Regions from separate parts of the Mus musculus genome. Here all the other regions are linked to region 1. Evidence: chromatin contacts called from public ChIA-PET and HiChIP or PLAC-seq data. All regions are on one chromosome and are shown on one strand. The core of a region is the stretch at or near the end of the contact, and the rest is flanking DNA. Distances in the headings are between cores, read along the strand shown.

What was found. ChIA-PET counts read pairs in DNA pulled down with a chosen protein or histone mark. HiChIP or PLAC-seq counts read pairs in DNA pulled down with a chosen protein or histone mark.
Region 2: an RNA polymerase II ChIA-PET map of memory CD8 T cells shows a contact between it and region 1, with 45 read pairs. The contact joins the promoter of 4930426L09Rik here to the enhancer-like site in region 1. A contact is called at or near these places in 3 of 39 promoter capture datasets (the C10 cell line, liver and stem cell-derived epiblast-like cells), 2 of 484 Hi-C or Micro-C datasets (both in CD4 T cells) and 7 of 115 datasets of contacts at active chromatin or transcription factors (bone marrow-derived macrophages, double positive thymocytes, effector CD8 T cells and 4 more).
Region 3: an H3K4me3 HiChIP or PLAC-seq map of bone marrow-derived macrophages shows a contact between it and region 1, with 7 times the contacts expected there. The contact joins the promoter of Carlr here to the enhancer-like site in region 1. A contact is called at or near these places in 2 of 39 promoter capture datasets (the 3T3-L1 cell line and pre-B cells), 1 of 484 Hi-C or Micro-C datasets (bone marrow-derived macrophages), 10 of 115 datasets of contacts at active chromatin or transcription factors (bone marrow-derived macrophages, craniofacial prominence, double positive thymocytes and 7 more) and 2 of 9 other capture datasets (embryonic stem cells and liver).
Region 4: a contact with region 1 is called in an H3K4me3 HiChIP or PLAC-seq map of bone marrow-derived macrophages, with 5 times the contacts expected there. The contact joins two enhancer-like sites. A contact is called at or near these places in 1 of 484 Hi-C or Micro-C datasets (bone marrow-derived macrophages), 4 of 115 datasets of contacts at active chromatin or transcription factors (bone marrow-derived macrophages, memory CD8 T cells and microglia) and 1 of 9 other capture datasets (embryonic stem cells).
Region 5: a contact with region 1 is called in an H3K4me3 HiChIP or PLAC-seq map of bone marrow-derived macrophages, with 8 times the contacts expected there. The contact joins two enhancer-like sites. A contact is called at or near these places in 1 of 484 Hi-C or Micro-C datasets (bone marrow-derived macrophages), 5 of 115 datasets of contacts at active chromatin or transcription factors (bone marrow-derived macrophages, double positive thymocytes, embryonic basal ganglia and 1 more) and 1 of 9 other capture datasets (embryonic stem cells).
Region 6: an RNA polymerase II ChIA-PET map of memory CD8 T cells shows a contact between it and region 1, with 5 times the contacts expected there. The contact joins two enhancer-like sites. A contact is called at or near these places in 1 of 484 Hi-C or Micro-C datasets (bone marrow-derived macrophages), 3 of 115 datasets of contacts at active chromatin or transcription factors (bone marrow-derived macrophages, large pre-B cells and memory CD8 T cells) and 1 of 9 other capture datasets (embryonic stem cells).
Region 7: an H3K27ac HiChIP or PLAC-seq map of microglia shows a contact between it and region 1, with 6 times the contacts expected there. The contact joins two enhancer-like sites. A contact is called at or near these places in 1 of 484 Hi-C or Micro-C datasets (bone marrow-derived macrophages) and 5 of 115 datasets of contacts at active chromatin or transcription factors (bone marrow-derived macrophages, double positive thymocytes, effector CD8 T cells and 2 more).

What each region holds. Positions count from the first base shown.
Region 1 is chr2:19,299,089-19,302,501 of GRCm38.p6, forward strand. Armc3 (armadillo repeat containing 3) reads left to right here. Exons shown (of 20, transcript NM_001081083.2): 18 at 1,384-1,581. Among named protein-coding and RNA genes, the nearest start is that of 4930447M23Rik, 44 kb to the right of the region's middle. Within about 2 kb of position 1,498, at least 126 of the 459 cell types and tissues checked have an H3K27ac peak or open chromatin away from gene starts, as enhancers often do. A contact at or near this core is called in bone marrow-derived macrophages, double positive thymocytes, effector CD8 T cells and 3 more, where this site is marked.
Region 2 is chr2:18,996,643-18,999,900 of GRCm38.p6, forward strand. 4930426L09Rik (RIKEN cDNA 4930426L09 gene) reads left to right here and starts at 1,677. Exons shown (of 1, transcript NR_024323.1): 1 at 1,677-3,162. It overlaps Pip4k2a (phosphatidylinositol-5-phosphate 4-kinase, type II, alpha), which reads right to left and starts at 1,479. Exons shown (of 10, transcript NM_008845.4): 1 at 1,210-1,479. The coding sequence starts at 1,353.
Region 3 is chr2:18,800,272-18,803,867 of GRCm38.p6, forward strand. It overlaps Carlr (cardiac and apoptosis-related long non-coding RNA), which reads right to left and starts at 1,547. Exons shown (of 1, transcript NR_131254.1): 1 at 1-1,547.
Region 4 is chr2:18,937,090-18,940,630 of GRCm38.p6, forward strand. All of the region lies in intron 1 of Pip4k2a (phosphatidylinositol-5-phosphate 4-kinase, type II, alpha), which reads right to left. Among named protein-coding and RNA genes, the nearest start is that of Pip4k2a, 59 kb to the right of the region's middle. Within about 2 kb of position 2,147, at least 57 of the 459 cell types and tissues checked have an H3K27ac peak or open chromatin away from gene starts, as enhancers often do. A contact at or near this core is called in bone marrow-derived macrophages and memory CD8 T cells, where this site is marked.
Region 5 is chr2:18,871,380-18,875,157 of GRCm38.p6, forward strand. Pip4k2a (phosphatidylinositol-5-phosphate 4-kinase, type II, alpha) reads right to left here. Exons shown (of 10, transcript NM_008845.4): 5 at 905-1,051. It overlaps Gm33534 (a long non-coding RNA gene), which reads right to left. Exons shown (of 2, transcript XR_374031.3): 1 at 3,471-3,778; 2 at 2,005-2,861. Among named protein-coding and RNA genes, the nearest start is that of Gm33534, 5.7 kb to the right of the region's middle. Within about 2 kb of position 1,557, at least 12 of the 459 cell types and tissues checked have an H3K27ac peak or open chromatin away from gene starts, as enhancers often do. A contact at or near this core is called in bone marrow-derived macrophages, where this site is marked.
Region 6 is chr2:18,819,712-18,823,441 of GRCm38.p6, forward strand. No RefSeq gene overlaps it. Among named protein-coding and RNA genes, the nearest start is that of Carlr, 20 kb to the left of the region's middle. Within about 2 kb of position 2,175, at least 248 of the 459 cell types and tissues checked have an H3K27ac peak or open chromatin away from gene starts, as enhancers often do. A contact at or near this core is called in bone marrow-derived macrophages and memory CD8 T cells, where this site is marked.
Region 7 is chr2:18,899,893-18,903,347 of GRCm38.p6, forward strand. The region is part of intron 3 of Pip4k2a (phosphatidylinositol-5-phosphate 4-kinase, type II, alpha); the gene reads right to left. Among named protein-coding and RNA genes, the nearest start is that of Gm33534, 23 kb to the left of the region's middle. Within about 2 kb of position 1,474, at least 4 of the 459 cell types and tissues checked have an H3K27ac peak or open chromatin away from gene starts, as enhancers often do. A contact at or near this core is called in microglia, where this site is marked.

The sequences.
Region 1 (3,413 bases), core at 248-2,747:
AAACCCTTTCCTCCCCAGCCAAAGTTCTGTTGGGTCAGCACTACCTAAGGCAGTCACTTGCTCTTCTGTCAGTCCTTCCATCCTTTCAGCTAGTGCCATCCCCTGAAAAAAGGCTGGTAAAGTAATCCCAAGGAGTACCAGGGACAGAGAAGACATTATCTATTAGCAGGAGATACTGAAAGTAATTATAACATACGGGGCTGGAGGTGGGTCAAAGGTTTAGGACAAGCTATTTGCAGGAAGGGTACCCAACAGAAAATGGATTCAAGGAATTCAGCAGCTAGTGCCTAGTGTTAGCCAATGGAAGTGTATGAAGAGCAAGCTTTTCCACCTCCCATGCTAGGGATAATTGGTGTAAACGTGAATAACTACTCACGCAGATGTAAGCAGAGTGCCCAGAGCAATTGAAGTCTTTAATTAGCCGGGCAGTGGTGGTGCACACCTTTAATCCCAGCATTTAGGAGGCAGAGGCAGGGGCAGGGGCAGGCAGATTTCTGAGTTCATGGCTTGCTTGGAGTGAATAGTGAGTTCCAGGATGGCCTGGGCTACACAGAGGAAAATTTAAAAAAAAATAAAAGAAAAAAGAAAAAAGAAAAAGAAAACGATACAAGCAACAAAGTTTTAAATTAACATGCCACAAAATGTCTTTCTGTTTAAAATGCTACAGAATTTTAAAGAGGGAATTTGTGCAGCCATTGACACCACAGTCAGAATAGAAAAAAGCTCAGCCAACCCAGAGTCCTGCCCTGATACTGCAACTCATTCTTTTCTCTGGAAAAAAGAACGAGACCTGGTGGTGGTTTTTCTGTTATTTTTGCCTTTCCAAGGTCTTACTATGTAGCCCTAGTTAGCCTCGAACTCACTTGTAGACCAGGCTGACCTTGAATCCACAGTAATCTGCCTATCTTTGCCTCCTGAGTGCTGGCATTAAAAGCATGGACTACCAGGTCCAGCCAAGAATGACTTTGATGGGATCATTCGTGTGTTACATCTGATACTGATGTTTTCCAGCCAGCATAATGCCTTTGAGATGCTTCCAAATTGTTCTGTGCATTGGTAGCCTATCCCTTTTTACTCTTAACCAGTATTTTATTGTATGGTCTTAACACTATATACCCATCTCTTATCAAAGGACATTTGAATTGTCTCTATATTTTTAATTTAAATTAACTTTTAATATAGATGCAAAATAATGAGCTTTGTCATAGCATTTGCATATATACATACATACATACATACACACATTGTATTTTGTTTTAACTAATTTCCCTCCCCGATTACCCTTTCCTTATTTCCCTGAGGCTTCTCAGATTGACTCAGAGCATAGTTAGTATTTGGACATTTCGACAGGATATGGGGTTTTATTATTGCTTACTTTCAAAGGAAAGGGAAAGGGAAAAAAGAAGAAGAGAAAGTGAAAGAGGAAGAAGAGATCCTGGCACTGCCCAAGTTCACGGAAGGCAGCCCTGAGAAAGAGTGGAACCCTCCTCCTGACCCTGAGTTCTGTGTGTATGTGCTGGAGGTGACCAAGTCGATACTGCCCATTGTCAACCTTAAGGAGCAGATTGAGGTCCTTGCCAAGTGAGTCTCTCCCCTCTCCCTCTCCTTCTCTCTCTGTATATCTATTTTAATTTCAGATTTTTAAAAAAAAAAACTTACAGTGGTTTGCTTTTCTTTAAAGTTACTTTAAAATAAAACCAACAAAAGAAGCTGCAATGGTTTACAGCGCCCGTGCTCTGCCTTCCCGCAGAAGCACAATGACTCACACACGGGTGCTCTTCTTTTTTGTGTGAGTCAGAGTTGAAATCGCTTAGAGACAAACACCTGGTTTTTGCTTTTGCTTTTTTTTTTTTTTTTTTTTTTTTTTTAGCTAAGCTGTTAAGACACATCTTTGGTATGATCTTAGAGAGGTAGTGAGTGAATGAATCTATGTTTAAAAACCAAATTGTTCCTTAAGTGTATGAGGTACTCAGCATTTAAAGGCATCCTATTGTGAGTTCTCTCTAACCCCCCTGCTGTTTGTTTGTGTTTTGTTTTGTTTTAATACACATTTCCTTTTCTAATGGGTGTCCGCTGGTTCATTTGCTATTTCTCGGGAGTGGGCTGTGGGCACTCTGAGAGCTTGCTGCTGGACAGAACAAGCCCTGTGTAAGCCTCAGAAGTTGCTCTTCTTCACTGGGCTCCTTCCATAAACAGAGGCTGAGGCCCTGAGCAGGTCTCTAAGGGAGCAGGACTGAAAATGGGGACGGGCTCCATGATTGGCACAACCCAGCAGGTGAACTGCTGGCTTTAGCACCAGCCACAGTGGGGGCTCAGTCAACTGCAGGTGGGAGTCGAGTAGCTGTCCTCAAACCCGGAAGTGACAACTGTAAGCCTCTCAGCTGACAGATCCCCGACTTCTGTCAGACAGGACTGGGGGAGATTCAGTGCGGTTGGCTCTAGAAGGATTTCCTGTGTCCTTGAGGCTTGATGGCTCTGACTGGAGAGTCTTGTAAACACTTGTGCAGTACTTCTCAACACTGTGTTCTAGCGGAGGCTCCACACATCACTTCTGAATCAGCTTACATTTAAACAATAATAAGGAGCAAGACAATGGCAGAGGTCTGTCCAGCTGCGGGATGGGCTGTCACTACAGGTGGGGTGACTGCTCGCCTCCACCTCCCTTCCTCATCGTCCTTTGTTTTGGTTTAGTTGCACTGTTTTGTTTTCTTCTTGTGTGTTTTTAAATTTTTATTTATTCACTTTACAACCCAATAACAGCCCTTCCTCTCCTCCCAGTACTCTCTCACACAATCCTACCCCATTCCACTTCACTTTTGAGAAGTGGGAGCCCCCTCTGGGTGTCACATCCCACCCCCCACATCAAGTTGGGCGGGAGTAGGACTAGGTGCATCCTCTCCCACTGAGGCCAGGCAAGAAGGTGCTTTTAGGGGCCAGGTATCCACAGGCAGGCGGGTAGGCCAGCAACAGGTTCAGGGACAGCCCCTGCTCTAGTTAGGGGACTCGAATGAAGACCAAGCTGCTCATCTGCTACACAAGTGCAGGGAACCTAGGTCCAGCCCAGACTCGCCCTTTGGTTGGTGATAAAGTCTCTGGGAGTCCCCAAAGGTCCAGGTTAGTTGACTCTGTTGGTCTTTCTATGGAGTCCCTGTCTTCTTGGGTCCCTTAATTCTTCTCCCAGCTCTTAGTAAGATCTTCCAAGCTCCGTCTAAGGTTCGGGTGTCTCTGCATCTCTTTCCATTGACTGCTGGGTGGAGCCTCTCAGAGGACAGATATGCTAGGTTCCTGTTGGCCAGCATAACAGAATATCCTTAGTAGTGTCAAGGATTGATTCCTGCCCATGGAATGGGTTTCAATTTGGGGCAGTCATTGGTTGACCATTCCCTCAGTCTCTGCTCTATCTTTGTCCCTGC
Region 2 (3,258 bases), core at 427-2,926, 300 kb before region 1:
AAAACAAAAGCAGAGCAGCAGGCTCAAGCTCTCTCTCTGAAGCTGGCTGACTGCAGTAGGTAAGGTCATGGTCAAAATTCACAAGCTCATTGAAACTTTCAAGGCTCAGCCAACAGCGCCTATCACGTTTCCTGAGCCCATCTAAGAAGATTAAAGCTGCAGGAGTTTTCTCGCTGTCAGATCAGCAGGACGCTGTTTCAGCCCCCCACACCGCAGTCCGCAGAGTCTGCAGCCGCGCACCTCCTTACATCCCTAGCTGTGCGCTAGACTAACCCTCCCCAACGCGCACCCCGACAGTCTTTTAAACAACCTCCAAAATGGATGTAATTAACTCTAGACCACCTCGAACTCGCGACCGCCGGGACCCCCTCCGACTATCACCACCAAGGCCATCCTTCTGCAGAAGTCTGTGACTTCTGCCTGGCTCCCCAAGGAGGGGAGGAAGCAAGGGGGAGGGAGGAAGACTCCCCGCCAGGAGGTCTGGAAAGGGCACAGCAGCTGGGCGATGCGGGAAGGGATGAAGAGAAGACGCTCAGCACCAGGGCCATATTTACGTTGCTTTTTTTTTTCCTTTGCCCGTCTTCCCCACCCCCACCCCCCACCCCCCCAAAAAAATTCTCCTAGAGTCTGACAATACTGCCTTTAAAGGAAAAAAGAAAGCTAAGCTCTCAAGCTGCCGCCCAAAATCTTCTGATTCACTCCAGTCCTATCTCCGAGAAGCTCCGGACTCTTCCTGACAGGGACAGGTTCACCTGCCCACCCGCTCAGGGCAGGAGGGCCCATCGGTCCCAGACAAGTGGAGCGATCGCTCGGACTGGGCCCTGAGCGGTTCCCCGCCAGGACTGATAGCTGAGACAGAGTCGGTCCCCGCACAAACTTCCCACTTCGCGGACAGCGAGCACCGACCGGCGGGAGGACGAATGCGGGACAGGACAGCCGCGGAGAGGCTCAGAAGCACAGAACAGAGAATGCTTCTCATCCTGCACCCTCCCTGGGTTCCAAAGGGAGCGCAAGCGCCGCCGGAGAAACCCAGGAGATGGACGCTTGTCGTGGGGTTAGGGGTACCCCAAGAGGCGAGTGGCCAGAGGGCCCGGGACCGACCGAGCTAGCCGGCTAGAGGTCCCCGCCCTGCCACCGCTGCAGCAGGAGGAGCAGAGCCGGGAGGCTGAGCCCGAGGAGCAAGAGGAGCGCGCCGCAGAGGAGCCTTACCGAATGGTTGACCCCCCACATGAGCACGCTGAGCAGCGGGTCGCTGGCCCGGAACAGCTTCACTTTCTGAGCCACGAAGTGCTTCTTCTTCGTCTTGGTCTTGCTCGCCAGGACGGAGGACCCCAGGTTGCCAGGGGTCGCCATGGTCGCAGTCTCGGTCCCCTCCACCGCCGCGCCGCCGAGGCCGGGGACCCGCCCTCCCTACACGCCAGCCCGGGGAGGCAGCTGCATCCCCCGGGGCGGCCGCCGCTGCGCGCCTGCTCCAGCCCCGCTCCGCCCGCGCTCAGTCCTGGGCGCTCGCTCCGCCCGCTCCGCGCGCTCGGCCGCTTAGGCTGCAGCTGCGCTCGCCTCGCGCCCCCGCCGGCTCCCGCCCGTCGCGGCTCGGCGCACAGCCCTCGGCTGGTCCAGGCGGCGGGCGGCTTCCGCGTTGGGCGCTAGCGTCATGACGCAGAGGCGGGCGGGGCAGCGGCGCCGACGGGCGGGGCGGGTGCGGATGCGGATGCCGGACCGTTAAGCTGTTCTGTGCGCTCCGCCACCGGTGCTAAGACGAGCACTCTCCTGGCGGCCGCGATCCGTCTGGGGAGGCTGCTGCGGAGTGTGGAGACTCGCGTGAGCATGCCTTTCTCGCTCCTGGGGAGGAGCAAGGAAAGGATACGGAGCCAAGGGAGCTCCGAGGAGGGAGCCCCCAGATGCATGGGGCAGCCAGGAATGTCCGGGAACCTCCGCTTCCCGTGCCAAGGGCTGGCGAGTTCGTGGGACCCAGAGCGCTTCTTCGGGGCCCCGGGCTTCCCCAGCATCTAGGGAAAGGACCTTGGCTCCTCTTTGTCAACTGTCTGCCAGGGAGTCCCCGCCTTGAACTTCCTAACCTTTTGTATCCTGGTTGGGCCTTCCCATGCTATCGGATACTAGAATGTCATTCCCAACCTACTCTGGGATTCTTCACTGAAACCCCTGCTTTAGTCAAGACAGCCATGCCCCAGTCTGGACCGTTTGCTTGGAACCCATCATTTTGCAGGCCACCCCTTCCTTCTCTTATTCTGGACATGCACCTTCTGATTTGAAAATGTTTAGCCTTTCACCACTACCACCCCACACTGAAATTAGTCGTCCTTACGCTGGCATTTGTTGTTGCAAGTCTACAGTCCTTAGATCTTTCAAGAAGACAAAGAGTAACGCCTGGAACAAAAAGGGAGCAGATCCTGTGCGGACCTTCCTTTTCTTCATTTGACCTTTCAGCACGGTTGCCCCCAAAATCCCCTTGGTCATTCTAACTTGTTAATACTATCCCCCCCCCCCCCCGCCCCGCCGCCGCAATGATTCCTTGCTTCTTCTGGTACCAAGCATCACCATTGTTAATGGCTAAAGGGGGTGAAGATAATAACAAAACCAGCCTAAATTAATGCTGAGAAGTCATAAACTTGACCCACAGTTCCACTAGTTGACCAAATCATTTAACCAGAGACTGATGTTATTTGTGTGACTAGGTATAGCCTGACACAAAGGTCACTTTAGGGACTATGCTATAGATTGTTTGTTACACTCAAAACCAGCAGTAGATAAAAGTACACAATGTTGCAGACCTGTAATCCTGGCCCTCAGGAGGCAAGGCTAGAGGATCAGAAATTCAATATAATCCTCAGGTAGGTAGGTATGTTCAAGCCAAGCCAGGTATCCATGAAACCCTGTCTGGGGGCGGTGGAGGGGCTGTGGGGCTGTACAGTCTTTATCTTACTGATAACTCATAAACTGTCGCCTGACCTCAGAAAAGAGTCTATCTAAACCAATTTTCATAGCTTGCCCACAGGCATCCTTTCACAAGAATCTACAACCAAATTCAGCACCCTACACAGCCTACAAGTTGTTTCATTTCTCTTCCTGTGTTGGAAATAAGCATTCATATTGTTGTTAACCAGTTGGGAGTTCATTTATTTAATAAATTCTCATTGACCCAGACTCAAGAGCTTCACATCATCATTGATTATTGCTCTTCATCACCCCTCCACAGAAACCTGTACCAGCCCTTGTCCTTGAAAACAATTACCCTTTCCT
Region 3 (3,596 bases), core at 297-2,796, 500 kb before region 1:
GTTTAGTGCAAATTGCTGAAGCTCCCTACTTCATCCTCAGTGGTGGGTGGCACGGTGTCTCGCAGGCAGCAGACCGCGGGGAAGGTCGGAGTACGGGTGAAGCCCCTCCGCCTGCCACCGCAGCGGTACGGGAATCAAAGGCCTGACCCGCAGCGGCCCTCCGGGATCCTGCGGGGGGCCGTGCGGGGCGGGCAGGATCTGCCTCCCGGAATCCCACAAACCGTACATGAGCAAGTTCGAGGCCAGTGTGTGGGCTTGCAGGGCCATCCCTCAGCCAGGACAGCACTTAATCACCGTGTCCCCTGCGGCGTGACGTTAAGGCTGGGAGGAAAAGAAAATTCTCCCGGAATCTTCGTTACAAAATCGTTTCCTTTACTAGCCCTCAATCCTGGGAGTCAGGGACACTTAAAGGCACGGTTGGGGTCCTGAAGGAAGAGATGGGATCCGGACTGGAGATAGCCATCTCTCTTCGCAGCCCCTGAGACAGAGTCATTCGACCACCTTCTCTCCCGACTGACTTTCCTGCTCCGGTAATTAAGGGAGAAGCGCAGAGACAGATTCACCCCATTTCGCCCTTTCTCATTCCCAGTCATTGCGAAGCCCCTGGCCTGAAAGGCTCGGGTTCCTCTCCTGCGTGGCAAAGGCCCTCTCACTCCGAGAGCTATAAATATTAATAAGCTGCACGGCTCCGGGCTTAATTATCTTCTCTTAATTGTAGCTTAACCAAAAATCCAGCCTCCTGCTACTCGGGCCTCTCTAAATCGGGATTATTTAGTTTCCGTGTCTGGAGGCCCCTTCGGCTCAAAGTCTTCTGTGTTGTGCCGCCAAACCTGGAAACCATATGCTGCGTCTCTGCGCGGTTTAAAATCATCCTTAGAGCAATGACGCCTCTCCTTACACTGGATGCCTAGGTTCGGGGCAGTCTTCTGCTCCCTTTCCCTGAACCTGGTACTCCCTACTACCAAAGGATTCTGCCTCCATCTCTTTTCCCTAAGTCCCCAGTAGCCTATAGGGGTTTGTCAGATAAGGGTGGCCCTTGTGGGGCACGGAATTCGCCCAGCAAATGACGACATCTGACTCAAGGGAAGGGTCTCTTCATCCCCTCACCGGGAAAGCAGCCCACACCGCTCCACTGTGGCAGGCAGGCTCCCTTGGGATTACTTGATCGGGCTGCACTGGGACACCACCCTTGTCCCTACCTGCGCAGCCCGCTCCTTGCCAGGGCTCTTCCTGGTGCATCTAGAATTCGGTGTCAAGAAAGCTCCAAGCCTGGAGCTGAGGGCTCTGAGCTTTCTTCCCTGGGTCGCAGGTGGGAGGAGAGAGAGGTCGTGGTAGCTTGCAGTTCACTGTCCTTCCCGCGCTCGAGATCCACGATGCTGAAGCTTAAGCTTAGGTCCAAGGTCTTTGATTAACAAGCTGGACATCCAGTCCTGCACTGGTGGGCAATGCCCAGATCTTCTCTAGTTCAGTCCCCTGGCTATAGAGTGCGCCTGGCTTCTGCAGCGCAGTCTATGGTCCCTCTAGCACCTTAGCTCTGCGGTTTTTCCTCTACAGACTGGGGGGCGGGGGGAGCTTAGGAGGACCCTAATCACCAGCACCAGCGCCCAGCCTTGCTAATTCAGGGGAGGTCAGCAAACCACAGGGAACAGTATTCCTGATGTGTTTTAGGTCTGCTTTGTCCTGGTGCAGATTGATTTCTAAGGCACTGTCAAAGTCTATGAGAAGCAGCTGTAATTCAGTTGATTTTAGCTCCTGGGTACCCACAAACAGCTGCCTAAGGCGGATAGATTGTGTCTGTGCTCATGCGATCAGGATCATTTACAAATGTAACTGCTAAAGGGGCACAATAGCATGCATATTCATGTAATCCTAGCACTCTGGGTGAGACAGGAGGACTGCAAATTAGAGGACAGTCTGGGCTATGTAGACGCTGCTTCAAAAAAATGAAGCAAAATATTAAATATAATTGTATATTTACATGATAACCATTTGAGTTGCATCAAAAGAAATGTTCAAAACACTAAGAATTTAGGTAATATTCTCCAGTAGATAAATTAACACTGAATATATTTTAGTTAAAAATGCAGATCTGTCACAGAAGTCCAATTATAGGAAACTTTCACAATCTGAAAGATTAGTGGTCAAAGTGGCAGTCACTGGAGTTTCCCAAAGCCCAACCATCTACTGAAATCACCAGAAAGGAATCCACTTCAGATACTTCAGGACTCACTACAGTAGGTAGGTAGTTTCTGGTGGGGTTTTAGAGGCAAGATCAGTTTTACTTTTTGGCAAAACTAACATTTCCTATATAATTCACATAGATCAGTGGTTCTCAACCTCCCCTTTAATCCAGTTTCTCACAATGTGGTGACCCCAGCCGTAAAATTATTTTCGTTGCTACTTCATAACTGTAATTCTGCTACTGGTATTAATCATAATGTAAACATTTATGGAGATAGAGGTTTGCCCAAAGGGTTGAGAACCACTGACATAGCCTCTAGACCAGCAGCAAATATTTGGCCCAGGCCCAGAGCTGGGAAACCTGTCTTGGGTGGTTAGAAGAACTGCAGCAGACCAGCTTTGGCTTTGTCACTTCCTAGCTGTGCTACCACCCAACCTGAGGCCCCCAGAATGGGAAAGAGGCTAAATGATGAGCAGGAGCCTGACTGAGCATAGAGCAAGACAGATGTGGGTGGAGCAAGACAGATGTGGGTGGAGCAAGACAGATGTGGGCGGAGCAAGACAGATGTGGGGGCAGTTGATGGGCATTTGGGCAGGCAGGCAGGTTTAAAAAAATTACTATCCCGCACTTTGCCACTTTTCAGATGCTCAGTACCAATGTCAAGTGACCCAGAGCAACAGTATGAGAATGCGCCTCAGCGTCCTCTGAAGGGGTTCTGGGCTCCGAATCAGGACAGAGCCTTTCTGGAGGGACTCTTGCTCCCCATCTGCCTTTTCTGCTGCAGTGAGTGAAGGCGGGAATAATGAGAACAGGCAGCCACAAAAGCCTCTTGTTCTCCAGCTGGAAACCTAGTGGGAGTTTTCTAGGCTTTTCTTGATCGGTCTTTTATTTCAACCAAGAATAGTTGCACACGGCTGAGAGAAAAGAATTTCTCCATTAATGATAGTCTTGAGCTATCTCTCACACATACACCTTTTCTCTCTCTCGTACTCACCCACATCCATACTTACACATCTGCCTGTCCCCTTGGCATTTTGTATTGCATAGTTTAACTTGATAAAAATCAAAGTCATGTACCAACTTGTACTTGTCTCTGAGAAACCCTACCCACAACTCATCTTCCCTGGCAGTAAAAGGCTCTGAAAGCTGTCTTTTGAATTCTGAGATCCCAGACTTACCCCAAGTTGATGCAATACTAGAACAGGGCCCAGAAAGCTGCTATGTCTGTCATGGGCTGGGTGAGCCTGGCTGGGCTTGGCTTTGTGGCACCATGGAGAACTAGACCGAACAAGAACTCTTGCTGCCTTATCCAGCCTTTGCACTACCTCCATTGTTGTAGGACTTCAGGTGGAACCAACTTCTGCATCTTGCAAATGCTGCTTTTAACTCAGACAGATGAAGCAGAGGCCACAGG
Region 4 (3,541 bases), core at 897-3,396, 360 kb before region 1:
ATGTTCTCTGCTCCTCAATAAGAGCTTTAATACCTGTGTCACACTAGAAGTGGCAGGTGCTGTCCTTTCCCCATGTGGTTCAGGCAGTGTGTCTCAGGAACAGGGGTGGGATGGAACTCTGTGTAGTGTAGTACAGCCAGGTCTGACCCAGTTTTAACCACTTACTGAAGAGACGTAGTGAGGCCTAGCTAGGTCATTCCTGAGGTGAATGGGTTGAGATCACCACCTTTCATCTGGGGAAAGCCTGACTCTTGTCACAGGAAGGAATCAGCAGAGAAAAGCAGCATGTTGGCCAGCCCTGGATGACCAAGGGACATTTTTCCACAGAAAAATAAACCAGGCATTTATTATAGACATTCCAAAGATTGTCAAATAAGAAGCTAAGAAAAGCTGTTAGCAGAGTACGAAATATAATGCCTTCTGTGACAGCAGTACATATATTGTTTTGTTATATAAATATTTTATTATTATTATTATTATTAATTATCTCATGGGAGCAGAGAAGGGAGAGCAGGAGAACGCAGTAAGGAAGAGGCCACAGGGGACTTCAGCAGCACAGCAGGGGGCAGGACAATAAGATTCTAAGTCTTTCCAGATAATTTCATATCTAAATGGCAATGTGTATTTCCTGCTCTGTCTTAAAGTAAACACGTCATTATTTTATGAGAAGCAGCAGGGATGGAGTGGAAGCACACACACAGATAAGAAAATGAAAGGCAAGGGAGGCAGTAGGAGGTAGTGACAGGCAGCCTCCTGCTGTACACCCTGTGGGAGACGCATCTGCTCTAGACCCTGTGCAGGGGAAAACCAATGTTGCCACTGTAACTGCTACTGTAGCCCACATTCAACAGGAAGATCAGATGGCTGGGTGACAGCTGGCCCAGAACTCTTCCTCCCACCACCACATTCCTCACTTTTGTCTCAGGTACTAAGAGACACACCCCTAGCAGACACAGGGGATGGTGGAGATTTTCTGCTCATCTGGTCCATAGAAAGAGCATGAAGCAATCCGTAAGTGACCCCATGAAAACATGAACTCATGTGGGACCATGAGGACCCTTTGGAGTTCTCTCAACAGCACTGCCAGGATGCCGCAGGAAGATCCAGCATCAGGCCTGGGGCAGAGGGCTAAGGAAGGGACAACAATTACCACATGTGGAAAGAAGAGTGATGTTCTAGGAAAAACACACAGAAAATAAAAATTCCAAGGAAGCCATTGAAGGCACAGCTTTCCTCCTGAAGGCCCCTAACCCACAGCCCTCCACAATCCCCCTGGGAGACTGCACACCCTCAGGACTGCTGAGATCGGATTCCCTTCATCCTCAAAGCCTTCCTGGAAAACTGTGGCCAGGCCTGCTCTTCCTGTTGGCCCCTCTCCACAGTCACATCACATGATCCAGGGGGTTATCTAGTATTTGTTTCCCTTCTCCTCAAAAAGATTCCATTTTATGATACACAAGTTAAGAAAAAAAAAATTTAAATGTGTAACAATTGACATGAAGCATAGAGAATACTTAAAGAACAAAAAACCTTAACAGTTAAAAATGTAGGAGAGACGGTGAATTCCTTAACCCTCTATGGTGTGGGCGCTCGCTCTGCGTGTACTTTTAGCCCGGGTATTACCTGAGCCTTAGGTTATTATAGCCTTCTCAAAGATCCCACCAAAGAGAGGTGTCCCCACCCCATGGGGCAGCTTCTTTCTCTTATTCCTCCTATCCCAATTTTTATAAGCGTCTTTGAAAATATTTAACCACAGGCTCTAGATAATAAGCATTATCTTCTCCCAGGATTTCCACTCAGAATGAAAAATTTAGTCATGAATATGTGACTGCCCTGTTACTTCACACAGAACTTTGATTTTTATGGAAGAAACCCCAACACGTGCTCTTTACTTAAGCAGTTTCTGTCCAGGAAGTGCAGACGGCAGATTAACCACAATCCAACACAAAGCCTCCCCCTGCTCCTGTGGTCTGCAAGAGGCACATTTTCTTCTCGTGCTCTCAGGTGGCGAGTCTAATTGAATGTAGCTATTTAAAACACACTTCAGACCTAATGAACAAGAAGTGGCCCTGCCAGACCACAATGTCTTTAAGAGATCAATTTGCCCAATAAAGGCTAAAGATTGCAACACGGTCTTCAAACAGCAGGCAAGCAATCCGAAGGGTTATCTGTGGGGATCAGAGTGTGGCCGAGGACATGCCATCTGCCCAGGGGCAGCAAGCAAGCCCCACTCAGCAGCGTCTCACCTCCAAGAACCAGGCCTCTTCGCTCCCTCAAAATATAATTTTTAAAGTCAACTGGCCCTATAAGATAACTCACTAATTAGATCACTGTGATACGTTCATTTGTAGCTTTAGTTGGGAGTTTAGCTGTCTGTCATCCAATTTATCCGAGTAAAAATTTCACTAAAGCCTTTTGTTCTCGCACAATACATTTGTTTAATAGCTTTTCTCAAAGGCTGTGCCAAATTCTAAATGTTCCGTCATGCATTTATTTACTAGTTATCAGGCAACTTATGAATAATTTAATATTTTCCAGTATTCCTTTATCAGATGGGTCTATAAATGCCTGCAAGACTCTTTCTCATTGGGCTGTGTTTTTCCCACTCAAAAAAAAAGTTTCTTTCTTGTTTAAAGTTTACTTTCTCACTTTTTGTTTTGTTGAGACCAGGTCTCACCATGTAGCTCAGGCAGTCTCTAACTTTTGATTCTCTCATGGGGCCCGCAGATGTGGACCACCACGCCTGGCTTTAAAGATGCCCCAAACCTCTCTAGGCTATTCCTCCAGCACAAATGGCACTTTCCGATTTCCAACCTCTCATGGGAATTTACAGGCAGCTGTAAATGCCTTACTGGAATACTGTTCTTTTTCTGCCCCAGTTTCCTCAATTACAAAATGGAGACAGGATCAGCCCTACACACCTCCCCATGGAACATCGGAACTTACCACAGCAGCAGTCTATAAACAAGACAGATCTCACCTCAGTGTTAGTGAGGTGATTAAGGAGTTTCTGGTCTCAGTCATCCTCTCTCTCATTTAAGTACCATTTCATTTGTATATCTACACAGTACTGATCTCAAAAAACGTCTTGCATGCTCTGTAGTTCATTACGTATGTACTGTTCATGTGTGTGAGCATGTGTGTGTGTGTGTGCATGCATACAGATGTGGGGGCCTGAGGGTCAAGTCAGTTTTCCTCCATAGACTCTGACTTGTATAACTGAGCTCACAGAGACACAGGGCTTAAATGTGTGCTTAACAAGCAGTAATTAGCATCCATGAGTTTATAAGCTACACGTGACAATTCTTATCTATCCCATGCAGTAACTGTGATATCCCAGGGGATAACTACTTCTGGGAAGCAATGTCTTTGTGATGACGTGGCTGCCGTAACTCTAAGAAATTAGCGATATTGGAAGGTTTAACTATCTGTGATTTAAAAAAAAAAATCACTAAGCATATCGTTTCCTAAGTTGATGATAATAATTACTGTTATAACAGTCAATGTGTACTAACTAACACTAAGCATGGAAAAAGTCCCT
Region 5 (3,778 bases), core at 307-2,806, 430 kb before region 1:
ACACTGTCAGAGTTGGCTGTCTAAAAGTCAGGTCATGTCACTGAATTCAGAATTCTCCAGTGGTCTCATTTTAAATTGTTGGTATGTCTGATCTCAGGCTTTTCCCTTTGTCATTTCTCTTGAGATGGGACCAATGCCACCCTTCCAGATGCACCTTACCTAACATCCTAGCTGGAAATGTATGCCTTGGTAGGCCTGGTGGTACAGGCCTGTGGTCCCAGGCACTAGGCAAGCTGAGGCAAGGTGTTAACACTCAAGGTCTGTGTTGGCTTCTGGATGAGTTCAATGCTAGCCTGGGCTAACCTTGTCTCAAAATAAGAGGAAAACTGGCTGAGATTGTGGCTTAGTAGTAGAGTGCTTGTTTACTGTTAATAAAAACTAGTGTGACGTTCCCCCCGTTCATTTCCATCCACAGCGCTCATTATTTATCAATAATAATCAATAATAATGATAGTAATCATCCCTACTTAAAGATCTGTTCGGTTTTCTTTTATCATCGTATGTGTGTGTTTTATGCACGTGAAGTAGAGGACAGGAGGCCAACTTCTGGGAACCAATTCTTTCCTTCTAGCCTGGATTCTGAAGAGTGACCTTGGGCTATGAGGCTTAGGGGGCAAGTGCCCCCAGTTTACCTGCTGGGCCACCTTGCTGTCCCTGGTCTGTTTAACTCATAAACTATCCCCAGCACTTAGCTACTACATGGCATGTGGTACTACATGGCATGTGGCTGACATGCTTGTAATAACATGGGCTGCTTAATCCTACGTGCTGGCAACTGCCTGCTAGATTCAAGCTCTTGAAGCACCCTGACCATTTTGTTCACATGATAACATAAACAATATGGGCGAGTAGGCTTGTGCAAATGAACGTGAAACTTATTGAAAATTATCAAAGTCAACCTCACCTTTAAGTCGTATTTCCTATATACAGATAGCCGGTGGCTGAACACATTCCTTGTAACAATCACATATATTTCCACTCCATCGACATTAAGCCGGTACATTCCCAAGAACTGAGGAAGAAGTGTGACCCCATGACATTCCACTATATACTGTATAGGAGAGAGAGAAAGGAAAAGTAGCTGTCAAAACGTGGTGTATCGTTTATATAAAGTAGAAATGTCCAATTCTTGAGGTTTTATTTTCGGAAAACATTTAAGCTGCTTTATGCTGCTCACCTATCAGATCTGTGTTCTCTCTCTATATATAAATCTGAACATTTAATCTTACCACTAAAGATATTCTTTTCCTAGTAGCCCAACTAATCTGTAATGTCAAAATTGAACACAGTGGCTCAAGGCAAGAAAGGAAACCCCTTTGAAGTGAAGGACTGTCCACCTCTGTCCTCCTCCCCCTCCCCTGAGAATGATTCACCACTAGATCAAGACCTTTGAGGGTAGTGAGGCAGAGGGTGAAGAAGAGGATGCTGGGAGTCTGGTGCTGGAAGCTTGGGTGTTCTGCTTTCCATCTTGATTTCAGTGGGTATGAAGGGGCCCTGAGTTAACGACAAGTCAGCTTTCTTTGACTAGGTGCTAGGTGCCATCAAGTCCCAGGGTTGCAAAAACACAGCATGACTTGGGTCATACGCCAATGAGCCACAAGAGGGAGCTACTTCCTCTTGGAAGTAGCCATTGATAAACTACCACAGGGACCTTTAAAATGGGTGTGTGTGTGTGAGTGTGTGTGTGTGTCTAAATGAGCCTTTTGTGTGTGTGTGTCTAAATGAGCCCATGACACAGATTAAACCTCCAGCATAGTACCAACACCCCAAATCCAATGTTGTAAACACCCTACCCATTTGCCTGCACCAGATGCCTGGAAGGATGACTACCAATGTTTTAAGGGTTGTATTTTGGATTATTCTGGGGAGTGTGCCTGTGTGCATGTGCATGTGTATTGCATACATGTACCTCAGTGCTGAGGTTACAGGTACACGCTCCCATGCTTGGCTTTTTACATGGGCATCGGGGATTCAAACTTGATCTTTACAAAACAAGTCACAGAGTCATCTCTTTAACCCCTATTTTGAGTCTTTAAAAAGGGTTACACTGTTTGATTTAAACAACAACAACAACAACAACAACAACACTTTAACAAAAACATTCTAATTGGATTTTTTAGTGATAAACATTATTAGTAATCAACTCTAGGAATATTTAATTAGCGAAAGAAGAAAAAAGTTCTCAATCTTGCTCATTGGAGCTACACAGCATCTGTCACTGCAGCTGGTTTTAGTTCTGCAGTCCTGACAGATGTCCAAGATGCTTCAGATTTCCCCTGCCTTACAGGTAACAGCTGAGATGTATATTTGAGCTCAGTCTATTTTTTTTTTTCCCACGGAGTTTCTCCTCAGCTTGTTACTTGAAATCAGATGAGTGGAGCTTAATTTCAAACCAATAAATGGACTTGAGGTTTGCTAATGCACAACAGGTGGTTAATAGTTCTCGGTTGAAAAGGAAATTTCCCACAGCAATTGAAGGGATTAAAAAGTGTGTTGTTTGCCAGTAGTAGAAGGTGGATGAGCAGTCTTAGTTTCATCTTCCAGAAACTGAGTACCCAAACAGCTGTGAGGATGGCAAGTTAGAGGATGTCAAAAGACCCCACACCAGTCTGTACTGAACACTTATCAATGACGTGATGTTAGCTGTCACTCAAGACCTAGGTAGGAAACTGGAACATCACACCGATCTCTCCCTTGCTTGGAACGTCTAACAGTCAAGTCTGCTCTGCGGCTCACTCTACGGCAAGCATCATCTTGCATACCTGGATTTTTCCCTTGAGGCCGGTACTGGCTGATCAACTCCTCCACTCACATTCTTATCCTTGATAAAGCACATGACCTTTCAGCCAAAGGGTCCATCCCTAGTACCACAAACAACAAGGAATGCCAAGATGGAGATCTGTACACAGCCACAGACAGCCTGGCTCACCGTGGTACCACCCATAGTGACCAATGCTAAGGAGCAGTACTCGGGGAACTGACAAGCTTCAGTTTTGGAAATATGCCCACACAGGTTATACACTACAATTTCCTTGCCTCCAGAGTAGATAGTGGGGCACAAACAATCAACTCGGATGCATTTTGTTCACGAGTGTCAGCTGTACTTACTTTTCCCATGGGGCTCTTTGATGAACACAGATGAAATGAACTTCCAACTCCCGAGTGTATAAACAAACGAGCCCACAAATTATATCAAAGCCTGTCTTTTACCGTATCAGCGTTGCCAAACTGCATTTGATACTATTAGTCTAGAAAGACCTAAGGACCAGGAGTTCTGAAGGAGAGAACATTCTACCCACTGGCTGGAGTTCTGGATGGGGATCTGAGAGAGCGCCATAGCTGCGCAGTGCGGGTGCTGAAGCAAGGGCACTGCTGCCTGTTCTCAACTTGCCAGGTTCCTGTCTGGCTTCTTCCTCCATTGTGTGCCTACACATATGGCTCAGAGCCTCAACAAAAGTCATTCTTCTCACCTTCCCACTCCACACGATATGTAGGCACCTCATCTCCCCCATTCATTCTCTGCAGCCCAGAAGCTTATCATTCCAGCCAACAGTCATCTTTCCAGGTTTAGTCACATAGGATTCTCTACTCAGTCAAGTAGCATCTTTGCACACGATAAGCTCCGTGAAGAGACCCCGTTTCTATTTTGTTCATGATCAAATCCCAGCACGTGTGTCTAGCATGTCAAGAGCATTTGATGAATAAACACAATGAGCAAATTCAGAAAACAGAGGGCTGGAGAGATGGTTCACTGGTTAAGTGTGCTTGGTGCTCTTCC
Region 6 (3,730 bases), core at 925-3,424, 480 kb before region 1:
GCTGCTCCCTCAAGGGGGCAGCCTCCCAGTGAGTTCCTGCCCACCCCAGGCCAAACTGGTCCCTAGCACCCGTTTCTAGTCTGTCATTTTTATGTGGTCCCTTCCATTTTCTTCTCTCCCTCTCTCTTTCTCTGACTTCTTTCAACTCCAAGTTTAGAAAGTAGAAGAATGAAGTGTTTACATGTTTGAGTCCCAACACCTAGCACTGAGCGTAAAATTGTTTACTGGCAAAATGAAGGCATGAATCTTAAGACCTGACATGGTTTCCAGTTGATGAGGCTCATGGTCTCCTATAACATGCCTCAGCCTTCCTTCAAGGTGGTGTGATTGCTCTCTCTCTCTCTCTCTGAAGGAATCTTGACTTGCATTTGGAAGAAAAACAGTGGCACATATTGCTCCAGACTGTGGAATGGCAGAACTGTCCTTCCTTCCTTCCTTCCTTCCTTCCTTCCTTCCTTCCTTCCTTCCTTCCTTCCTTCCAAAGTACTTCAAAGCCTCACTATATGCAAGGGCTCTGGCTAGACTCTGAGGTCGGGGCAGAGTCATTTAGTTATGTCTGTTTAATGAGGTAGTAAAGGGGATGAGGTCAGCATTATAGGGAAAGATTCTGACAGACAAATGCGGGTGACGACAGGGAACTATGGCAGCTCTGAAGCTGCCACAGACACCTGCAGTAGTAGCTGGGTGGGCTGCCTGTGATCCCACACCTCCTCCAGCAGCTGACCGACCTGTGCTCCCGAAGATTGTTTCCTCGAGTGTTTGTCAATAGCTTGACTCTATTTCTGATGTTGTATGGTCTTCTCAGACTTGACTTCTTTCTCTCCTCCCAGGCCCTCATCAGTGGATTGAGCAAAGCTGTGGCAGAGCAAATCCAGGTTTATGCACCACATTAGTTATCCAACAGACAAAGAAACATCTGCGCCACACTAGTTATCCAACAAAGAAAAATCCACACCACACTAGTTATCCAACAGACAAAGAAACATCCACACAGGGCCGGGGAGGCAGCTCCGTGGTTAAAGCACTTGCCTGGCACGCATGAGGACCTCAGATCCTCGGAACCAATGAAAATATTGAATCTGGAGGCCCATCTGAAAATTTAGCCTCTTGTAGTTAAGACGGAGGCTTCCTGAAAGCAATCTGGCTAGCAGGACCAGCCATGTCTAAGAGCTCCAAGTTTGATTGAAGGAACCTTCCTGCCTCAAAGAAAAATGTGGAAAAGCAACTGAGGGTGATTCTAGACATGAACCTCAGGCCTCTAGATCCATGTGAACATATGTGAACATTTACTGCCCCCACACGTGCAAAACATGCATGTGTACAGACAGACACACACACACACACACACACACACACACACACACACACACACACATGAATATTGGGGGACAGGAATAAGAAGACTCAATCAGTAGAGTGACCCAGGAGGAACCTAGGGAAGGCTTAGTGGACAGAGGGCTTAGAAGAATATAGCTCCGCCCATTCAAGGCTACTCTCTGTGAGCAAAGCCTCACTCAGAGGCTCACAGGTTCCTTGAAAGAAGTGGTGGGAGCCCCTTTGGACTGGGTTCCAAGATGGTGTGAGTCGAAGGGTGGGTCCTTCTGAGAACAGGAATGCTGCCTTGTACATTAATGCATTTTGATACACCCTCACAAGGCGCACACAGCCTTCCTCCTCAAACCCGCCATATCTGCAGGGAATAATCACTGTCACATAGTACAGCAAGAAATCCCGACCTCATGTTCCTCTGTCCAAAACCTGTGGGGAAGAAAAGCAAGGCTAGTCTACCACTTGTTCACACAGCCTTACACAGCGTGTAGCTGCTGGGGACAAGGAAGTGAAGGCCAAGCGGCCCCCAGCCTCTCTGACCCCAGCGGTTGTCACCATTGTCCATTGCTTATAAATTGTCAGAACAAACAGAAAACGTGAACTCAGACGACCTTGAGGAAGCCACAATTCAGGAAGGAGTCCGTGAGCCCTGGTCAGAAGCCTGTGCTTGGAGCAGCCTGGGTCCTCCCGGGTTGAGGTTCCCCCTGTGGCCTCAGCCCCTGTGTGGTGCTTATTGGAAAGTCTTGCCTTTCCCTTCACTTCCTCTCTCTCCTGTCTTCACCCTGAATGGGAAACAGCTGGCCAGCCTCCATCTTCCTTGAAGGTGGTTATTGAGTTCTGCCCGGTTTCGGTTTCATTTTCCTTCCGTATGCATTGTGCTTTGTCACTTACCAGGCGTCTAAGGTGCCGTGCAAGCAGGAAAACTCATTACTGCCACAATGACTGCTGCCTCTGTGCCTTCCAGGAGGCACGAGGCCTGTGGGCTGTAAGGCAATGAATACAACTAAAGGAGAGAAGAGGCGCATGCAGGGCGGGGGAGGGCAGGAGAGATTATATGGAAATGATTGCTTTTTTCAGCAAATCTGACGCTTGCCCTGACAGGAAGTGATTGAGAAAGTGGACACTGGTGGGCTAATTAGCCACTTGGGGAAAGTTAGACAGTATTTTTGTGCATGGCAAGAGGGATTTCCTCAGAAGTGGTCCCAGATCTGAGAAGTTGACTCCAGGGCAAGGCAGGTGCAGAGAGCAGCAAGACCCTGGAAGGGAAGCCTGACCTGCAGAGTAGGTGTCATGAAATATGACAAAGGCGAACCAGGGCAGTCAGAGGTCCCGGTGGGATCAATGACAATGTCAGGCCTTGCAGAAAGGCCTGGAGAAACGGTGAGGAAAGAACACTTACACATGTAGTCCACGCTTAATAAAAGAGTAATTCCAATGACATTGGATTAATAAATATCACTTCGAGAGATCGCTGCACCCAAGTTTAAGACGGAAAGAATATAAACTAAGGTAAACAGAGAAGAGAGAGAGGAGATGGGTTACTGGACGGGGAAATGCCAGTTTGTTTGTACCAGATCATTTCAGCTGTCCAAACCCACTGTCACCTGGACAGTAAAGACGTTGCTGCCTTTTGGCAGCTCCATAGACTTTTTTTTTTCTTTAAAAAGGCTTCTTTTGCAAAGTTGATTTTAACATAAGTCTTGAGCAAGCTTAACATGTAAAACCCCACTCAGGGCCAGTGCAGTTACGTTAGGGTTTTAATTTTCCCTTGCAGGCAGAATTTCTCTCTCTGCTGGTTACTGTACACGCCTGCCAAGAGCATAAAAGAGCCATCATGGGAAAGTGTTTCCAATGCTGGGAGCCAATCCAGGCCTGTCCCGGAGGCTGGTGGCCAATCAATGTGAGTGAGGACAGCTGAGGGGAGACGAATGTTCCTAGGCTTCTCGGGGGGTTGACAGCACCTCTGTGCATGACGGCTACTGCTGGAAAGACAAGTTTGTGGTGGTTTCCAGCGAGGTTTATCTTCGGAATCCGTTAGAGATTGTTTTCTGCCAGCAGGGATAAGCTCAAACTCAACCTTGGAGCTCAGAATGATGGTATGGACGCTGGCTCCTTTTTATACACCACCCAAGCCATCCTGACACCCCCCCCTTCAGAAACAGGAATTCCAGAAATGGGGGTGCAAGAAAGGAATGCAAGGGGTGCTTTATAGTAAATAGTATCTTTGCCTCCTTACCAGCCTCCCACCCCACCCCCTTCATACTGCTCTTGTGGTATTTAGAGTAACACCAGGCTGTCCTGAGTTGACAACTGCATTTGTATCCTGTGGTCTGGGCTGTATATTCAGGATAGATAAGATAGGAAAGAAAGACAAGGATTCTGAAGTCCCTCGAGATCATTC
Region 7 (3,455 bases), core at 224-2,723, 400 kb before region 1:
TCAGAGAAGAGAGGAAAACATCCAAGAAACGGGATGCAGATTGGGGTGATGTGGAGTGCATCTTATGCTTCTTAAGGCTGAGCATCCGAGATGGAATGCCTGTGTGTTTTAGCCCAAGTGTCCACGAACAGGATGGAGTAACTACCCAGGGCCCCATGGGAATGCGGAACGTGGCTATCCAGGGAGAACAAACTGCAAGAGTGAGCTGGACAAACCCAAAAACTGTGGTGGTTTGAACAATCTTGGCGCATGGGAAGTGACACTATTAGGAGGTATGTTCTTGTTGGAGTAGGTGTGTCCTTGTTGGGGGAAGTGTGTTACTGTACAAGTGAACTTTGAGGTCCTATGCTTAAGCTCCACCCAGGGCAAAAGAGACCTTCCTGCTGACTACCTGTGGGAGACAGTCTCCTCATGGCTGATGATCAAGATATAGAACTCTCAACTTCAATAGCAAGATGTCAGCCTGGATGCTGACATGCTTCCTGCCATGATAATGGACTGAACCTCTGAACCTGCAAGCCCGCCTCAATTATATTTGCCTTTATAAGAGAGTTGCCTTGGCCTTGGCGTCTCTTCACAACAATAAAAGCCCAACTAAGATACCAGCAGCCCAGAGGGGAAGAGACAAGAGTTGAAACAGTGCACAGAGCAAGAACATACAGGTGGGGACACTCGGTATGACTGTCGAGAGACAGAATCCAGGAAGGCTCCCACAAGGGTTCCTATGGCCAAGCTTCCTGGAGCTGGGCCTCTCCCCCAGACTCCTACTGAGTGGCCAACAGTCTTGTGTGTACTTCATGATCTCCAAGCCACAGGTCAGAAACTCAACTTTATCTTCCCCTCTCTTCTTGCATTAAACTCCCAATTCCCTTCCATGACTCAAAATCCTGCTGCTCTTCCTACTCATGTAGGGTTGATCACAAGAGGGCACCTGATGCCCTCTTCTGGCCACTGTGGGTACCTGCACTCATGTGGCATACACACGTAAACATGAATAAAAAATAAGACTTTTAAAAATTATTTACTACCCCCTTCCCAGATTTCAGGGTCTGGGACATGGCTCAGTAGATAAAGTACTTGCCACCTGAGTTAGGATCTACACACATCCACATAAAGTCAAGAGACGGGGGTTCTCAGTGAAACCAGTGAGCTCCAGATTCAGGGAGAGGCCATGTGTAAAGTGGATAGCAACTCAGAAAGATACCAGACACCAGTTTCTGGCTTCTGCATGCATTCACACATGCATGCAAACACATATACATACATGCACATAAATACATACGTATTTAAATCATATACACATATACTCACAAAAAACAAAAGCAGACTTCATACATCTCTTCTCCCCTGCACAAAATCCACAAAATTGCTTGCTAGCTGCAGATAAGGTGAGGTCTTCAGACTTGATATCATGCTCTCCTTGTGTGCCTGGCAACTTCCCCATCTGCAGCTCCCTCTCTACCCAGTTGTGATGTACTGCACGAACACCCCCGACCCTCCCTTCTTCTAGAGCTGTCAACGGGAAGGTAGGCAGTATAGGAAAGACTATAGTTCCTTCTTTCACACAGCTTTAAGTCACCTTGAAAGTCTGCCCTGCAAACATCTTTATTTGACAGATGTCCTGGCAGAATCCCCTACTCCCTAAAATGCGGTAAGCTGGGAAGGTCTTCAAGTTAGAGCTTGAAACTTAAAACAAGAACATCAGAAGTTTAAAATGTTAGTATCTAAAATGAATGAGTTTTAAAATCAGAACTCTGTTGCTGATACAAAGAAGGGCACCGAACTCAAATAACGAGGGATTCGGATCCAGGAAGCAGTCGGTGCGAGCAAAACCTGGTGTTATCCAACACAATGAACAAGAGGGCTTAGTGGCAACTGTGCCCTGTGTTTGGATTTAGGTTGAACTTGCAGGCTCCATCCTGGGCAACTTCTTGGTTTGATGGGTAGTCTTCTCCGGACACCCACAAGCAAACTGAAACCTCTATCCAACTTCCCAGGACTGTCTTAAGAGGGCTGATGTCCTGCAAAGCCAGCAAGGAGGTGGCAGACTTTCTCAAAGCTAAGGAAACATCTTAACATTTACTATAGAATCTAGAATGTTTCCAAACTGTCACTGCTTCACTCTTTTGTCTGTATTCCCAAGAATGTCTAGGCCTTTGGGCATCAAATATGGGGATGTAGCTCAGTTGGTGGAATGCTTGCCTAACAGGCATGAAGCTCTGGGTTCCATCCTGACCGCATAGAACTGGGCATGGTGGCACATGACTGTATTCCAGCACTTAGGAGGTAGGGAAGATACCTGGAATGTTTAGCATAGAATCTGAAACACAGCAGGACAAATAGATACACTTACAGTCAATCAGCTTGAGCGAAATCAGAGTGAAGGGGCCAGGGCTTGTGGTACTGGAAATATAGAAAATGTAGTAGTGGAACCTTCAATGACAGTGTCATCCTTAAAAGCATCCTAAAAGAAGCAGGGACAGGGGACCACATGGACCAACAACAACCAGGAAAGCAGAACTCAGTCTGAGAATATCACAAACCTATTATATAATTAAAAAAATACTAAGCCACTAAACTCAGACTGAACCTAAAATTACCAGGCATGCGTCCAGGCACGTCCTCCCCCCACCCTCCACACACACACATGCACAGACACACACGTCAACATCTGTATGTTAGGTAGGTGTAGGGTTTGGAAGACTTGGGCCCTAGCTGGAAGAGCTTCTGGGAGCTGATGGGACTATGTGAGTTCAAGCTAAGGGGTGGCTTAATCCACTCGTGGACTCATAATCCAATGGCTTTATTGGGGGGTGACAGAAACTAGGAGACTGGACCAGGTTGATGAAAGGTCATGAAGGGGTGTGCCTTTGAAGGGGCTCTTTCTGTCTCTCCCTTCTTCCTTTCTCCTCTGCTTTCCTCTCCCTCCTCTGGTCTCTCCCCCTCTTTCTCTGCTCCCTGGTTGTCTTATCATGTGCTTCTATAACCATGATATCCTGCCTTAGGCCAGGCCCCAAGCATCCTGGGTTTATACATTCTGAAACCATGAGCCCAACGAAATCCTTCTTCTTTTTACATTATTTTTCTCAGGCATTCTGTCATAGCAACAAAAAGTGTTTATCATGGATGGTACTGGGAACTAGTGATAGATAGCCCATAATGGAACTGTTGTTTAAATTTGTCTTTAACAGAAAAAAAAAAAAAGAAGTTAAAGACATCCATGCACCCATGAAATCAGTACAAGAGTAAAGACACGTTTGCTGGCTGGGACGAATGTTTCCAGCCTCTGTCAGGATGTTAAAGTTCACAGACAGAGCTCAGTTTCGCTGGCTACTTACCCCCTTCTACATTATCGAAGAAGCCTTTACTAAACAACCCTGAAGGATCAAGGTGAGACAGGCATCATTTTGAGTAAAAGGAAAGACACAAGTACACAATTAATCAGATGATCCTGG